2 separate regions of the Bicyclus anynana genome follow, and region 1 is linked to region 2. Evidence: chromatin contacts called from public Hi-C data. All regions are on one chromosome and are shown on one strand. The core of a region is the stretch at or near the end of the contact, and the rest is flanking DNA. Distances in the headings are between cores, read along the strand shown. Region 1 holds the start of LOC112044019. Region 2 overlaps LOC112056544.

Region 1 (4,745 bases), core at 1,140-3,639, 71 kb before region 2:
CGCTAATATTAGAAAGGATATTTTTTTATGTAACGGTTAAACTCAAAACCATTGGAGTGATTTGAAAAATTCTTTCACCAGTAAAAAGCTACAATATCAATGTCAACATAGACTATAGACATACAACATAAACATAGACTATATTTTCTCTACGTATTCCTTTGGGAATGCGAACTAATATAAATATCATAAACAAATGAAGAGCTAAGCAAAAGTTTAAAATTACATGCTTAAGAAAATTAATCGCACTGTTGTATACTTTGTTTATAATTTGGATATGAAATAAATAATTTTATTTGTTATAAGATATCCAATGAATCTGTAGCTTTAGTCATAGAATTAAAATGTTCTAATTAGGAATAAAATATTGATTGCCATTGACTGAATAAATATGATAAGCTCATTCATTTACAATTATTTGTTTCGTTAATAACTATCTTGAAATTTTCAGTAAATAAGACGGTAGAAAAGTGTGAAGAATAGAATTAATTTATCTTATCTTGAAAGTTCTTAGTGTAGTAAGTTTTTATACAAATACTGATGTATGAAAGCATACAATAAATGTGAAAATAGTGTCTGAAGTTGTATTTGTAAAATAGTTGAAGCTGGGTATATATTTAATTAACATTCTATTTAATGATGATTAATACGTCTGAGTAGTCTCATATAAACACAAACACAACTTTTTGTTTATTGTCAATTAAATAGTAAAACTAGCACCTACAAGTTAATTTATAGAGGAATTTACAAATCTTAACTAGTGTGTTTTGACAAAGCCTTAAATTAAAAATTGTTATTGTTACGAAATACTAGGTTTAAATGCAAATAATATCATCACTTAATCAATTATATTATGAAATGATGGCTATTCAGGAACTCTATCCACCTGTGAAGTATAACAAACATCCAAAGGCCGAAGGAGAATTTTATTACTTACCTACCTAGTTACAAAGATTTTACTCCAACTGTTCAGTATTATCCAACAACGATGTGGTTAATCTAATAGTCAAACGGAACAAGTGGGAACGATCGCTTGCTACCACTTCTATTTATAATATAACAGTCATTATCACACTTGTCAACACAATAGAATCACGGTGGGTCGTCGACAAGGAATCCACGTGCGACGCGGCCGAGTACCGACTGGCTGACTGCGCTGTGTAGATGCGCAGTGCCCTTAACATACCCCTTATTAGTATTACCTACCGTACCCTTAAACAAAGAACTTCCAATCAATTAAGATCAAATTGCTGCATCGGGGATATGAATCTACACGCGACGATGAAACGGTATTGAGTCGACTTTACTTTTTAAACACTCGAAACTGTGCTCATGGTTTAACACTGGCATATGACGCGGTAAAAGAAGAAAAACGCGCAATATGCGCTGAAAAGAGACGGTTATATACAGATTAGTTGTTTGCCCGAGTGGGACAGCTTTAGTCATTTTGTAAGCTGATAACCAGAGGCAGTGAACAGAGCGAGGGGAACCATATTCTGGCGCGACTCTGCATGAATGTAATGAATTAAGATTCATTTGTTTAACCAAGACTTTGTGCAAGCGATTGGATCACATTTAATAAAAAGCTCTCTACGTTTGTTGTTTCATTTGCTGATAATATTTAGTTAATTGACCTGTAAAACAAACCAGTTATTCTTATAGGAATCTTAGAGATGTATGTAGTAAATAATGAACTTGTGAGATGGATAGTAATTGTTTTACACTTCACAGAGTTCTTTGTGAAGGAAAACAATTTGTAAAGAGAACAGACTCGATTCAAGGTCTATACGACCTCCTTAACTCTAAGAGGAAACTAAAAAATAAAGGCCAATAGTTTCGAAATCTAAGCTCTTAAACAAATCGATTCAAGGATACATCTTTACAAAATACATGCGCTACAATTTAAAAGTCTGGCTACGTTTAAAACAAAGCACATGGGTACGTAACTGCCGAAACCATTCTTATGTTCGTATCGTTGCAAGGCTTAACATTATACTCTAACTACAGCTAATGATTTTTACCTATACATCCCAGGAAATGCAATCCATCATTGGATCCTCGCGTAACCACGGCCACGGCACGCACACTAGCCGCCGCCGCGCACACTAACGCACACCACCTCCTCACGCGAAGGGAAAATCTTCACACACGACACAGATAAACATGTCAACTGCTAGACATTCTTACCCTAAAGTCCTTGCACGTTAAACACCACTAAATCACCATTTTGCACAAATCATAACACAAACAGCATAAATTAACACAGAAACACACGATTATTTCGCAATATCACCCGCGTTCTATTCACGAAGACGAATGTTTCGTCAAAAATACGCGTCGATGTCGTAGTGGCAATTCGGCGACTGTTCTCCCCGCCCTGTTCCAGAGACGAATGGCGCCGCCATATTGAATCTCACTTCACAGGCGCACCGTCGTCCATCTATCGGAGAGCGAGTGAACTAAAATACTCACAAGTACGTAAGTAAACACTTTGGAAAGTTTAAGCTTACAGCCGAATGATGTTTTTCACTACAAAAATCTATATTTACAATTTCCAGACAAGAAATTTTAACTTTTATAAATAAATCATCAGTTATGTGGACATTTACAACGCCTTGGAGCACGGTCGTATTGCGATGCACGATGTAATACCAGCCTGTTTCGATAGAGAGCGCTGTTGTCATAACACAATGAAAATAAGTTTTTCAAGTTACACTGCCGCAATCTTAAGGATTTTCTTACAATGCTCCTTATTTTAAACGAAAGTAAATAGCTTTTTTAACTACACTATTAAATTAAATAGCAACTATGGTCCCTAAGACAGATACTCGTATATAAATAGTAATTATAAAGGTCCTTTAGAATTCTTGGACGATAGTCATCTAAAAGTTTCATTCACGCTTATGTTATTCATATCAATTTCCGTAACTGACATTGATACGTTCTGTACCTGCAACACGATTTCAATACATCACACCTAATAATCGTAGGAGTAGGTTTAGACCACGTCCTTCGACTTTCTACCATCCTTGCATTCCCCCTTGTTTCTTATATTTTCGTTAGACCTTTAATGAAGTTCGTCCTTTTTACCTACTCTTAACCTGGCCTTTATTGAGAAAATCCCAGATTTGCTCCAGAAAGTTTGACATGGCCGTATGAATCCCTTTAGTTAGTTTTTCCTTTCATTCATCCTCTGCATGCTTAAAATATCTAAGCTCAATTTTAGTCACTACATTATTTTTGTACTATTTCAGATTTTTCATTAGTAGAATTTCAGTAATGTGAAAATGTCAGCGTTTTCTAATGCCTGATTAGGTTGACCTTGTACCTAATAAGCAATAGAAAACCATACAGCAGCTTGGTAAGCTTCAAATTCCTAATCTGCTTTATTGCGCGTTGAGGTTGATGCACCGACCGCGTCACGTGGGTTTATCATTACGAACTTCCGGGCCACTACTGCGAATTTCTTGTAGATCAGAAAATCTCACTATTTCACATCTCGAACCAGGATCTGACAATCTGCAGCGACAACGTCGGATAATATGCATTTGTATTTTTTTGTTTGCATTTTTACAGTGTCATATTTTTGTACTAACTTTTTCATTGATTTGAGTAGATAGTAATACATGCGTTGCATGTTGTATTATGTCGTCAAATTGATTTCTACATAAAAAGTGTTTTAAAGCACCATCGGAGTACAATCTTTATTCATTTACTTACTTATGTTACTGAAAACTTTGCTTTTGCTTTGCTTTGCATGTCAGCAATACGCCCGAGTATTGCTGACATGCAAAGCAAAGCCTACCTACCTATAATTTTAAAATAAAAGTAAATTCCAATCAGAAATGGTTTTCATTGTCCATATTTCGCCATTTTTAATTGTGCGTTTTGCATTCTAAATCCATATTTTTCATAATTTTGATAGCGCATAATCCGAAGTCTAGTGATGACATAGAGTCATAGACTAACCCCTGGATTAACGATATTGATTTAGAGGTATTTATCCATTTTGATGTAAGATTCTAGATGTTCATACACAATATAATTTTCTATTCCCGTCCCTCTATCTGTAAATTTGTATGTAATTTATGTGTGTGTTTGGTCACTCATGGCATGTACCTACCCTTCATCATCATCATCATTTGCAGCCACTAATATAATGCCATAATGGACGTCCACTCCAGGACATAATCCTTTTGTAGGGACTTCCAAACATCACAATCCTGAGCCGCCTGCATCCAGCGAATCCTGTGACTCGCTTGATGTCGTCAGTCCACCTGGTGGGGGGTCGACCAACACTGCGCTTTCTTGTTCGCCATTCTAGAACCTTGGAACCCCAACGTCCATCGGCTTTTCGAACTATGTGCCCCGCCCGTTGCCACTTCAGCTTCGCGACTCGTCGAGCTATGTCGGTGACTTTGGTACTTCTGCGGATCTCCTCATATCTGATTCATGGACTACTAAATATGGACCGAACACGGTCTCTACTAACGACTTTGAAAGGTCTTTCAATGCTTCTGAGAATGCAGATCACATCCATCTTAATACCCTAAAATCGAACTTGTTTCCTTATTATATTGTAGCCGAACAGGCTTTCGAAGCTGTTTAAATTAATGGCATTTTATCTATACTTATAATAAATCTGTAGAGAGGTCAATTCTGTACATGAAATATATTTCCAAAATAAATATCAGGGGGTGATTAGTGGTCGATACTAACTACTACTACTATAGGGGTAGTAGGAT
Region 2 (4,918 bases), core at 1,883-4,382:
AAGGTATTTCGCTAGGCTTTTAGTCCATTATATAACAAGAAATATCGCTAGGGTTTTAGTTCATTATATGACAAGAAATATCGCTAGGCTAGTAGTCCATTATATAACAAGAAATATCGCTAGGCTTTTAGTCCATTGTATAACAAAAAATATCGCTAGGCTTTTAGTCCATTATAAAACAAGAAATATCGCTAAGCTTCTAGTCAATTATATAACAAGAAATAACGCTAGTCTTTTAATCCATTATATAATAAGAAATATATCTAGGCTTTTAGTCCATTATAACAAGAAATATCTCTAGGTTCTAGTCACTTTCTGAGTCTCCACTGTATTAAATCTCTAGTATACATCGGATTAGGATCTAATGCGAGATAAAACTTATTCTTAACAACTCGAATGTTGGCATTTTGTTTAGTTTTGTTTTTATTCAGTGTAGCAGTAAGAGCAGAACGTTGTGGTTTTAGCTTTCATCTTAATGGATGACGATATTTAAATTCACTATATTTTGTTGCGGTCATGGTCTAAACTCTAAAGAGAGTAAATCATCGCAGATAGAAGTGTTACATTATATAAATCTAACAGTCGTGACTTAACTTGTTAATAAGAGGTCTATTAGACCCCACGTAGTGCCACCTGCGTAGTTTACATTAGAATAACACGGCGTTCAAATGAAATTTATTTGAATTTCGAATTGTGCGCCAATCTACAGATAATTAAATATGAAAATGCTGGTTATAAAAGCTCCAAACTTCAAAGATAAAGACCGGAGTTTGGCGGGAAAATCGTAGGAATCACATGTTACGCTCACGTTTTATTTTCATTTTAGAATTTTGCATAGAGTAAAGTGTGTTTTGTTCATTATAGAAGTGGAGGTTGAACAAGAGTATTTCAATTGATTAAATCTATTTTCTCGATGGACACTATTAAAAGTTGCCATCGCCTTACTAAAGCATGACAAGACTTAAATAGGACTGACGGACTGCCAATGACGAATGATGGACTATTTCAACTCAAGCAAAAAAAAGGTGAAGACCTATTGCGCCAATCCACAGTTAATTATATCATCATCATTATCAGCCGATGGACGTCCACTGCTGGATATAGGCCTCTTGCATGGATCACCAAGCATAACGGTCTCGAGCCGCCAGCATCCACTTTCTGCAACCCTAGTGGAAGGTCGACCAACACTGCGCTTTCCAGCACCTTGGGACCCTAACGTCCATCGGGTCTTCGAACTATGTGGCCTGCCCATTGCAACTTCAGCTTTGCGACTTACTGAGCTATGTCAGTGACTTTGGTTCGTCTGCGGATCTACTCATTTTTGATTCGATCACGCTGAGAAACTCCAAGCATAGCTCGCTCCATCGCCCGCTGAGTGACTTTGAGCCTTCTAACGTTGCAAACTCACCAAAAATGGGCATTGTTATAGATATTCACATGTTAGTTGTTGAAATAAAAACTACATATTCCCGGCTCGCGCCAATTATCAGGTCATGAAAGCAAAAGGGCCAGGCTGTTGAAATACTAACACTCTTACTTAACTCGCTGCCTTTCGTTAGATATGCCTCATATAACGTACAAGTTTTTCTTGTTTTTTTTTACTCTCATATATGTTATTCACACAGCGTTCATTTTTATTTATATAATTATTTAGTGCATGTGTGATGTAAGTGGAAGATAATGTAACTAGCTAGCTAGCTAGCGGCTATGTAATTAGAAACTTATTTTTCATTAATTTAGTTTTGTAATTTAGCGAACATATCTAAAACGAGTGAATATGCATTTACTAGACAATTAACTACGGTCCAACCTAGACTAGACCTCATCATTGCTATATTATTATAATTTGTATTTGTTATAATTATTTAATTTATTTAAATCTAGATTTTATTATTCTTTTTAATCTTTGTAAAAGCTTACACTTGTATTAAATTATTAATTTGTATTCAAGTAAAAAGGAGTTAATTGTTAATAAATATTTTAAATTCTCATAATTACCATAGGTAATCGTTTCGTTTGTGAAGAACAAAATTACTTGCCTGTTTTAAAATTCCGTTAATTACCTAAGTAAATAATTTTTTTTATTACAATCACTTTGACATTCCTGTCAAAATATAGGCAAATTATTGTTTAAGTTCGTTTGTTTGCATTAGTACAAACTTACATTGCAGCAACTTTAAGACGTCTGCAAAGCAAAACGTAGAAATACAAATAACTTTAAAGTTGAGGTCTTAAGATTTCTTTCTCTAATTGTATAGGCAATGAAAGCAACTTGCGATTTAGTTACGGCGTCGGCAGCCGGCTAAATAATCGGTAACGAACCGTAACAAAATCAACAGTCGGAGTAAACTCTCGATTTCTTTCACATTGAAAAGGACTTTCATAGCAAAAACTGCCGCAATTATTGTAGAAAACAAGCGTAAACGGTAAATTGGAAGTTGCCTTGAGTGAGATTGTGCTTTCATCTTCGTTTGTTTATGTTGTAAAGTGGATTATATAGATGCGATAAAAGTGGTAGATAAAAAGAACATTACCTATAGAACAAGCGGAAACAATAATAAATGAGTTACTTTTTGCCGTTTAACTTAATTTGACCGTTATTAAAGTTTCTGACATTCGCAACAATAATTAATTTTATACTTAGATAGGTACCTTGATATACCTAGTACTTATCGAATCGGGTGCCCACGACGCCCACGAAAGACTTTTTTTTTGTAACATTTTCCTTACGAATTTTCTTAAGGCAACAAAGGTTTTTTTCGCTTCGTTAGACTTATCTTATTTTACTTATAATAACCACAAGGAAGAAAATGCAAAGCGATTAATCGACACCTCCCGTGACTAGAAGAAGGCTGGCCTATATTTAGGTCAGAGAGTATTGCCATACAACGTGGCAATGTTGTGAGTTGTACGTATAAGTAGATAGATTAGTAGCCATAGCCAACCAACGTATCAACTAATTTACACAGTATATAAATGTAAATGAAATGTTAAGAGCTCTTAAACCTAATCTAAACAACGCAACCCAGAGGCGAATAAGTGCGAATTCATTTGCATGAGGCTCGAGAACGACATTGTCTACAATCCACGAGGGTTATGAATTATGCCGGCCATTGTGGCTTTGTTTACTAAACGCAGACAACGGACAGACCTATTGACAAACAAACTGAACAATACTTATACAATTACAGTCAGTGTGAAACGTAATAAGGCATGAAGTATTAAACATTGTCAATACACCCCGAAACGTTGTCTCCATTCATTATTGGCTGGAAGGTTTGTAATGCCCGCTAGTAGCGACGCTTGACACTATTGCAAGTGGTTAGCCTATATAGGTTCGAGTCCTGAGTCGCGCTATGATTTACTTTCGTCTGCAAAATTTTCGAATAAAAATTCGCAGCCCGGAGTTGGGAAGTTTGTACTTATACTACCATGACTAAAAGCACTTCAATCCCGGCTATTTTTATTAGCATCTGACAGTTATCGTTAAAGAGTTAAAAATAATAACCTTATAAGCCTATAAAGAAAAGCCTGGCCGTGAAATGGACTGTTATAATAATTAAATATACCTATATATATATCGATCATAGATGCCTATATATACACAATACACACATCACTAATTAGCCCCAAAGTGTAGATATATCCTGTGTTATGGGTACTAAGATAGCGGATTTTCTCATATATCTATACTAATATAAAGCTGAAGAGTTGTTTGTTTGGTTGAACGCGGTAATATCAAGAACTACTGGTCCAGTTGTGGGAATCGAACTAATCGAACTAACTGCCACGCGACCGTCAAAATAGGCTGATGATAATTTTAAACTTATTTCGTGGTTGCGCGTTTTTGGCTGTTTAGGCAAACCACAATCACGACATCGCTTTTGTTATTATGCGTATCGCGGCGCCCTCTTGGTTTGCACACCATCCATGCAACTGGGTCGAAATATCGACATTAAAAATATCGTCTTTTTATCGTGGTATGTACCCGTTTAAATAACATAGGATGATGATAATAATGAAACTCATCTCAATCTTTATTTGTTTCAGATAACAGTTCATATAATGCGCTCGCTATAAGACAATGGATCCTCTGACGTGGTTATCCCTGGGTCTGCAGCTGGCTGCGCTTTGCTCCATAGTCGGTGCCCTGCTGTTGTATTTGCTGAGGAAGGTCCGCGTAGCAGAAGTGCTGCCCGTTGATAGTGCGAAGACTGTGCTTGTGACGTCAGTTGACTCCGCACTTGGATTGCAGGTATGGTTATCATTATTATGTATGTTATTTATTTCAGGTACTAGCAGGGTCGTAGCTACCGCCGTATCAATGATACGGGACTCCTGGACTACAAGGGGAAAGCAAAAATTAGTAAAATGTAATCCACAATCTCACTTAATCTGGTGCTTCTCGTCGACACATCAGAAATGACAAAAGTCCCGGTTTTTTTCCCCGGTTCCTTATTTTTGTTTCTTTTGTGAATCCCCTTTATTGGGATAACTAATTAACTAATTTCGTTACGCTACGCCACTGGGTGCATGGCTTTTTTACAAGCACTTTTTTACCGACTTCCAAAAATTAGGAGATTCTATGTTTTTTTTGGAAGGTTAGGTTTGTCTGTTAGTAGTGACTCTCCAAGTTCGAAAGGCAGGATCTGCTGAAAAGAACCGGTAAGAGACTCAAAATTTGCTCTATAATCATACTCGACTGGTCCGTTAATTCAATAGTTAACATATTGCGGCTAGGGATCATGAAGTCTTGGTTTGGGGCTATGTAGTATTTAGCCTTAAATAGGTACAAGAAATTCTCAGCAATTCGAAGTCGGAGCTGGGTCATGCCGACAGTCGCGGTCATTACTTTTTTTTTAGATAATACTTTATAGCAATCCTTAGCAAAGCATTTTCATAAATCCGTAGCTCTTAG

What was found. A called contact is a pair of places that touch in the nucleus more often than the background predicts.
Region 1: a Hi-C map of whole body shows a contact between it and region 2, with 3 times the contacts expected there. The contact joins the promoter of LOC112044019 here to the enhancer-like site in region 2. A contact is called at or near these places in 2 of 2 Hi-C or Micro-C datasets (whole body and whole larva).

The regions. Positions count from the first base shown.
Region 1 is chr16:8,306,984-8,311,728 of ilBicAnyn1.1, reverse strand. It overlaps LOC112044019, which reads right to left and starts at 2,389. Exons shown (of 12, transcript XM_052886228.1): 1 at 2,022-2,389.
Region 2 is chr16:8,236,820-8,241,737 of ilBicAnyn1.1, reverse strand. It overlaps LOC112056544, which reads left to right. Exons shown (of 6, transcript XM_052886064.1): 2 at 4,051-4,255. The coding sequence starts at 4,085. Among protein-coding and RNA genes, the nearest start is that of Trnag-ccc, 4.1 kb to the right of the region's middle. Within about 2 kb of position 3,132, at least 1 of the 8 cell types and tissues checked has open chromatin away from gene starts, as enhancers often do.